Regions from separate parts of the Gossypium hirsutum genome. Here region 1 is linked to region 2. A link is a contact called in public Hi-C data. All regions are on one chromosome and are shown on one strand. Each heading gives the region's core, a stretch centred on a gene start, on an enhancer-like site or on the middle of the called end of the contact. The rest is flanking DNA. Distances are from core to core; before and after follow the strand shown. Region 1 holds the start of LOC107962585. Region 2 holds the start of LOC107962582 (calmodulin-binding receptor-like cytoplasmic kinase 3).

What was found. Hi-C and Micro-C count contacts between places; a contact is called where the count stands out from the background.
Region 1: a Hi-C map of leaf shows a contact between it and region 2, with 1.7 times the contacts expected there. The contact joins the promoter of LOC107962585 here to the promoter of LOC107962582 in region 2. A contact is called at or near these places in 2 of 34 Hi-C or Micro-C datasets (hypocotyl and leaf).

Annotation. Positions count from the first base shown.
Region 1 is chrA06:9,760,957-9,765,081 of Gossypium_hirsutum_v2.1, forward strand. It overlaps LOC107962585, which reads left to right and starts at 1,591. Exons shown (of 3, transcript XM_016899033.2): 1 at 1,591-2,431; 2 at 3,071-3,255. The coding sequence starts at 1,909.
Region 2 is chrA06:9,609,615-9,613,627 of Gossypium_hirsutum_v2.1, forward strand. LOC107962582 (calmodulin-binding receptor-like cytoplasmic kinase 3) reads right to left here and starts at 2,151. Exons shown (of 8, transcript XM_016899028.2): 1 at 1,968-2,151; 2 at 921-1,661; 3 at 586-816; 4 at 246-514. The coding sequence starts at 1,176.

The DNA of each region.
Region 1 (4,125 bases), core at 341-2,840, 150 kb after region 2:
AATTTGTAAATTTTGGTAATATTCCATAACCTTATTCCAGCAATAGATACGGGTTAGAGGTGTTACAAACAAGGACCATCTTACACTACGATCAAAATTTTATGCCCAAAATGGTTTGGATCTGAGGGGTCGACAATATTGTAGATCCCTCTACTAAGGACACTGACCCGAAAACTTGAAAGGAGATCTTTGATTCCATCTTTAGCTACACCCCACTCAATACATCACTAAAAAAATCTTACGAAAAATTAAAAAGGAAGGGATCCTATGCTACCAAATCCATGGAAAAGGGGGAGACTAAGGCGAAGAGCCTATTTCACAAAGATAAAGAGCAAGGCATGAAAATTGCTTTCATCTCAAAATGCTATTGAAATGGTCATTTGAAAAATGACATTAGAGAAGTTTCATAAAGCAATCCACTAGTCATTGGGAAGACAATGGCATGAAGACCATTGGATAAAAGCCTAAAAGGTTTGAAGTATTGAATTATTGATGAACGACAACGAATCTCTTAAGAAACACTTCATGGACACTAAGTTTATGGACACTAAGTAAATTTGAATGTTCCATTTAGGAGAGAAGATGGGATTCATATAGAGATCATCCTCAAGAATAGCGAGCTAATATGTTCCTTCACATCATTATGGCTGATGGCATTGCAAATAAAGTGAAAAAACTATCCTAGTGAGAAATAGAAAAGTCTAATAAAGGATGAAAAGCTAAGGACAGAAAAGGAAAATGATCTCTTTGATCTTGCTCAACTCCATTAGTTCTCCCTATTGAGGTTCCCTCACTTTTTTTTACCACGTGAAAACATTTGCACTAGGTAAATTTGTCATAAGTTGAAGAGCAAACAACCAATAGCAATCTCTTTAGTTCTCTTAATTAGAAGAAGATTTCTATTTAGTTCTCCCTATTGGAAATTAAAACTCGAAAACCTTACTAAGTGACCTTCATTTGCATTCCCACTTTGCCAAAATGAAATGTTTCAATGAGAAAGGACCTATCGAATCTTAAAAAATCTATTAGGAAGACCAACACTAGTCCCTCCATCACTTTTCGATGGCAACACTAAAAAACAAAACTCTGATCTTAATGGGGTCACATTAATTTAATTTGAACATTCCTTTAATCTGATCAACCACCACCCTATCAATAGGACCTAAGTGATAGGGCATTTGTTCAATAAAACCCACAATAAGCCTCAAACTCTCTCCTCTCCACCAGCGAAGGCCACGGCTTTATTATTATCAAGAACTCTAAATGTATCTTACCAAGCACATGAAAACCTCCTAGCAGCTCTATTCAAACTTCTTTAAAGTCTTTTAAATAAGTTTTACTCAAGCATTTATACCTACAACATAATATTTTTACTATTGTGATAAAAGTTTATTGACGAATTATATATTTGAAAATGAAAAGACATGCATTAAAATGGAAAATACCTATTTTAGTAAAAGAAAGTACATGTATACCAATACGATTTTGATTAACTTGATGGGAGAAGAGCAAAAACGGCAAGAAACAGTGACGTGTGGAGATATGGTAATGTTATGTTAAATCCAATAAATATAAAAAAGAAAATAGGGAAAGCGATGAAGGGAAAATTAAATAGACGAGTGTCCAGAAAAAGGCAAAAAACTAACAAACAAAGCAATGGATAGATAAATTAAAGCCTCTCCTCTCCGCCAACTAACGCTAAAACACCGCCACAGCCACCGCCACCGCCACTGCCCTCACTTCTTCAACTTCAACTCTTTTTCTTTTTTAAATTAATTTTATTTATTATAAACAAAAGAAAAAATAAATTTCTAGAAAGAGGGAGCAAAGCTGAACTTTATGCTCTTTTTCTCTCTCAAATTTCAGCTAACTGTAAAAAAGTAATAATTATAATACTAATCTTCCATAATGTCTTGGCTGTTGAAGTCTCTCCAATCCGAAGTTCCTCGTTCGCCCACGCCTTCACCAGATCACAGTCCCACCAACCTAAACGGCGGCGTCAAGGACGATCTTTCTCTCATCGGGGAGACTATAGGCCGCCAACTACGTGGAGTCGCTGCGTTCTTAGCACCGCCTCCTTCGCCGCCTTCCATCAATGCCTCCGAGCGAGGGCTAGAACAGGAACAAGTACAAGAGCCGCAGTCAGATAAGCTCCTGGGGATCCGCAACGATTTGGCGGAGATCGGTGGCAGCTTCAAGAGCGGGCTTTCGTTATTATCAAGTAACAGAGCGGTGACGGAGATCTCTAGATTCGCTTCGAGTTTATTACAGTTCCCGGATCAAGATGATCATGGTGGTCATGATGAGGATGATGACGATGAAGATTACGATGACGGAGTGCCGGGAATTACCGATGAGGTGATTAAATTTGTTAAAGAAATTTCCAACCGACCAGAGCTCTGGAATGATTTTCCTCTCTCTTTACATAACGGTACTTTCTTTTAAAACCTTTTAATCTCTTCAAAACTAAATTTTCTGTATATTGCATTTGTTTTACTTAATTATTGTTAACACCTAGTTAGGTTTTAAGCTAGGGATTTTAATTAGTTCTCCAAAGTATTAAGTTAATCACATCTATAATCTGTTGTAGTAGCAAGGAAGGTCAAATGCAGAATAGACTAGGCTTATTTGTTTTGTTATTTGAGGCAGCTTCCTCCATTATTTGCAGTACTTGACCTTTTCTACAATTGTGGAACATTAGATTAGTTATTTTCATTATTAGAAGGGATTTACTATGCACTGTTTCTGGTGTTGCTTAATTCGCCATTATAGTAAAATGTGCATAAGGCCAGCGTGACTTATGCATTGAATGCAATATTATCAAGGGGACGTTTTAGTGTTGTTTGGTTGAATTAGCTTGCTTATGGCTGGCATTCAAGTGGGAAGTTCTGATTTGTGCGCTGTGAGGAGATTAAGGCTCCACTACTTTGGACCATAGTCTTAGCGTCATAGGAGCATATTATAGAAGGGTATTTGGGGAGAACTTACCCTTTAGCTTCTTCTCTTTTCCAGTTCTTCCACAAAGCTAATGGAAATTTATGGGTAACAAGGTATTGGCTTATTACTGCAGATTTCAAAATGTCTGAGGATCAGATAGAACATGCTGAAAATATTGAACACCTCGTCCCGAGTTTTGAAGCTCTTAGAGTTGGCCTTCAGAATAACTTGGGAGATGAAAGGTTTTGGATGATATATTTCATATTGTTGCTTCCAAGACTGAATGAGCATGATTTTGAGGTTCTTTCAAGCCCTGAGGTAAGAGATCTAATATATTTATATTGTTTTGTTCAATGGTACTTGTTTTCCATTTATCTTCCTTTCTGCCACAAAACACACGCCTTTGGTATGGGAGATGTAGGACTAATATAGATGCATGTTATATTGCTTTTCAACTTAGTTCATCCAACATTATGCTTTATTTGAGAAACATGTTCTTGTATCTGGAAGAGCTAATAGCCTGATGCTGTTTGCTCAATTACATATTCCTGTATACATTGTCGGTGCATGAACACTGCAGTCGTTGTGTAGTAATTATGCTCAATTTGTATTTATGTAAATAATGTCTATAGTATACATATACTTGCTACTACTTTGAAAGTTTTGTGGTCATCTTTGCAACTACTAGAGTGCCCTGCTGAAAACTCCATGAAATGGGCCCACTATCTTCTGAATCCATGATCTGCAACTTATGGAGCAAAAAAATCACACCCTCCTCAACTTCATTCTATTCTTCATTTCCCTAAGAAATGCTTCTCCTTTATGTTGCTCTCCATTTTGGAGTGGAAAATCTATAATATTTGAGGCATCAGCTATTGGAGCTGATTTCGGATTTGGTTGAAAGATTGCAAACAAAGGAATAAGCATTCTTGGCTGGACCTTAGTGGTGAAACAAGCAATGGTCTAGACATATTGAATATTTTCAAATGGGGGAGAGCATTGAGGTTAGGATTTTAAATTTTGTGTGGAGTTCCCTTCTTTTCTGGTACAGAAATGTTGTGAATTCTGAGAACATGTTTACTGTATTTAATCTGCAAAGCAATGACTAAGTTGGTCTTCACCAAGTTGGTAGACTTATCAGTAGCAAATCCACCAAAACCTAGATAAAGGAATTTAATCAAATCCACT
Region 2 (4,013 bases), core at 901-3,400:
TCTACTTTTATATGTGGCACTCTTATGTAGGAACACATCCAATAGGAGAATCCTGTGGATCTCTAATATGCAGACAGTTAATATCTGTTAACAATCTGAACATTCTGTTTTGTAAATGTAATGATTCTAACTTGAGTGCAATGATTTACTCGTCATCCCATATATAACACAAATTTTGCTAATAAAACAGAAAACGATTGGGAGAAATGTTATAGAAATAAATATAGGTAAGCATATTTACTTACCTTTTTTGCTCGTTTAATGGCAACTATCTGGCCAGAATCTAGCTGGGCCTTGTAAACAGTTCCAAACCCTCCTTCGCCTATCTTTAGAGCGGAAGAGAAATTACGGGTAGCTCTGGCCACCTGGGTCATATTGAGATGCACTGACCTGATTCTATTGAGTTGTGGAGACATTGAGAATCTTGAAGGACTAGGTGGTATCCTAAGTGGGCTGGCCGGAACCTTCTCGGGAAGAGAATGAATACTCATTTCTAAAGGGGCAGCTGAATCAACTGCAGAAACAGAACCATCATTCACAACACTGCTATGTTGTTTATAAATTGTAATAAAAGTAAAGACTCACTCGAATTTGCATCCTTTGAAAGAACAGTGTGGTCAGTTGCTCTCTTTTTCCTGTAAAGACAGGGGCAAATAAAAACACAGGTTAACAACACTCCAGCTGCTGCTCCTAACCCTACTTTTGTTGAGGCCGGATATTTTCCATTATTCTTCCCCTTCAGGTCATCATCAGGTCCCTCATCTTCTTTTTTCGGCTCTTGCAATAATTTTCGGCCTCCTCCTACTGATAAATCAACTGGCAAAACCAAAATTCACTGATAAAGATTCTAAGAAATTTATATCTATTATGTAATAAACTTCATAAGTACAAAATCAGAAACCTGAAACAATGCGTGTTACCTAATGAAACGTCCAAACCACAATTGGCTCCACTATAGCCTTCCAACTCACAATGATCTGCATAGTGCAACTGTAGGACCTTGCAGAACAAAACTTTATCTACTTGATTGCCGTTCAAATAAAACAATTCAGTACCATACAAATTCGAGTACGCTATGTGATCCGCACCACAAATCTTCGACTTTACTTTGATCCCAGAGGCAAAGAATGTTGATAATTGCATAAACAAGAGTAGACCAAACATAGAGGCAGCCATTCTCAATGAGTTAGCTCTCAAACACCATAAAAATCTAAGCTACAAATGAAGCATCACTTATTCTGCGTTGCATCCAAGTAATATCAAAGGAGAGAAACATAGCAAAATCAACTCCTGGAACCTTAATTACTTCATTCAATGTTGCCCATACTCAATACAGCGTATTAATGATGCACAGTAACCAAGGTAAAACCCCAATAAACAAAATCTAATATCAACAATCAAAAAAAAGAAAAAAACTCAAACTGGGTAAGAAATTCACTTTTCATCTCCAAATTAACAAAGGAGACGACTTCAAGAGATTTTTCTAATCGTTCAATTCTCTTTCTTAAAAGGCCACTGCAAATTTTGACCTAAGTCTTCACGGTTGAGTTGACTGAATCAACAATGATCCCTGAAACCCTGATAAGATATCAAAGCTGACCCTTTCATGTAAAGCCTCCCAAAAGTGTTTTAAACAGTTAACTCCAACATAATAGCAAACCCTGCAAAATTCAATCAAAGCTTCAAACTTCGTGATCAAATTCGAAGTCACTTCCAGTTGACGAAGTACATATATATATATGAAAAAGAACAAAAGAAAAAAAGAATCAAAGTTGAAAAGTACTAGGAGAGAAATTGAAAACCCCAGAAAACCATAACCAATAAAATGAAGTGAAACGACTCAATTCACCAAATCATGAAAAGAAAAGAACCCAACAGCAAAAACATCTAAAAAAACCTCAACAAAAGAAAAAAAGAAAAGAAAAGAAGGAATCGAAAAAGAAAGAAGTAGACAGGAAAGACCAAACCTGAAAAGTGACAGATAAGGGCGGCTAGTTAAGGAAGAAGAGAAAGAAAACGAAGATCATTGCTGTTGTTGGAGTTGGGAGTTGCTTCAGCTTAGCGTGCGAAATAACAAGGAAAAGACCTGACCGGCCCTTTTGTTTGAAACAAAGGAATATGGTGTGCTGTTTTGAGTTTTGACGTAACCGATGGCTGTATCCATGTACTTTTTTACTCCCAATTTATTTTGGTTCAATTACATCACTTGTTGTTAAAGTTTGAGTAAGTTTTGTTTTAATCATCGAATTATTTAAAAAATTTTATTTAAGTTACTGAACTATTCGAAAGATTTTTTTAAGTCATTAGGTTATTAATTTTTTTAAAAGTTTTGCTAGTGAGTTTTGAGTGACAATTCGATGGTTGATACAATGGATCATGCCCATCGATGAGTAATAGAACTTACTTTAAATCCAAATCAATCTAATTATCAGTTTTGGAGATCGAAAAAAAACTGTTTGAAATTTAATTCGCAGATTTGTGACATCTAAAAATTGTTTCATGACAAAAACTAAATTATAAAAAAATGAAAGGAAAAAAAGCTTTCAATTGATGCAGACAATACAAACAAACAAAGCCATATAACATTGATTTTAACAATCTAGTGACTTAAATAAAAATCTTAGAATAATTTAGTTAAGTGACCAAAATGAAAATTTACCCATAATTTAATAACTAATTGTGCAATTGAACCTATTTGTTCATCAAGACACCAAAATATAATAATAAGGAAGAAAATAATATAAAAAAATAGTTGGACAACTTTGACCTTTTAGTGATCAACGGCTTTGTTTGAAAATATTTAAATTCTTTCAATAAAAAAAAAGAAAATTGATTGTGTGATAGATATACTAATAATTGTAAATACCAAACAGTGCGGAAGTCCTAATTATGTGAAGGGAAATTGTGAGCTGGGAATATTCTTTCATTAGATGATGCCATACCTCAATATTTAGCAATAAATGAACTGCTTCATTTATTATACTAATTTTGTACTTAAATGAAAGAAAATATACTCTTATGGAGTATATTTATTAATATCCCAACATTTATTGCCTTTTATTTATCTAACATTCTTAAAGTTTTTATGAAAATTTCTCCTATTACTATTATATTTAATTTCAAAATCATATATCATTATAGTTTTTGATTATATCTATTCTTTTTTAAACAATGCTTAAAATTACTCATAATCCTTCCCTAACCCATAAATAGGAGGATAATGTGCTTAACTGCCCTTGAATCCATGTCCTCTTACAAATACCATTTAAGCTAAATCTTAATCGATTTTGACCTCATAATTTTACATTCTCAGTAATGATATTCTTTTGAAAATAATCTCAAGGTTGTTTGAAACAAATTAAACTAGTCGATCAGATCAATTGGATTAGGAAATAGTTGAGATATCTGCTCAAAGAATGGCATTGAACTAGTTGACTTGAGAATTGGTACAGATTGGTTGAATTGGGAAAAAAATCAATTGAACCAAATTTTTAATATTTTTATTTTTATAAATTTTTAATAATTAATCGAATTGAATTGATCAATTAGATCGACAAACGAATTCAACTATTGATCTGGTCTTGAAAACCTTGGGTAATCCTTATTTTGTAATCATTTTACCCTTTTCTTTTATAATTTTGATGATTTTTTTTATCTTTTAACTCAAACAAAAAAAATTTGTATTTTTGTAATAATAGTAATTTATTTTATTTATTTACAATAATGATAATTAATATATTATTTATAATAGTACCATGTTAAACGTATGATTTAAGAACACCGTGAGGAACATGCAAAGCATCTTTTATATATAGCCCTAAAGCTTGCACACAGTAACTAAAATAGAAAAAAAATTGATTTATGAGCCTTTAAAATTTATAGAAATTTAAATAAGTTAAAATTATATTTTGAACCTCTTAAAATGATAAAAAATTAATTTAATTTTTTAAAAATTATAAAAATATAAATATTAAAATCGTGAAATTATATTTTTACTATTATAAAAATATACA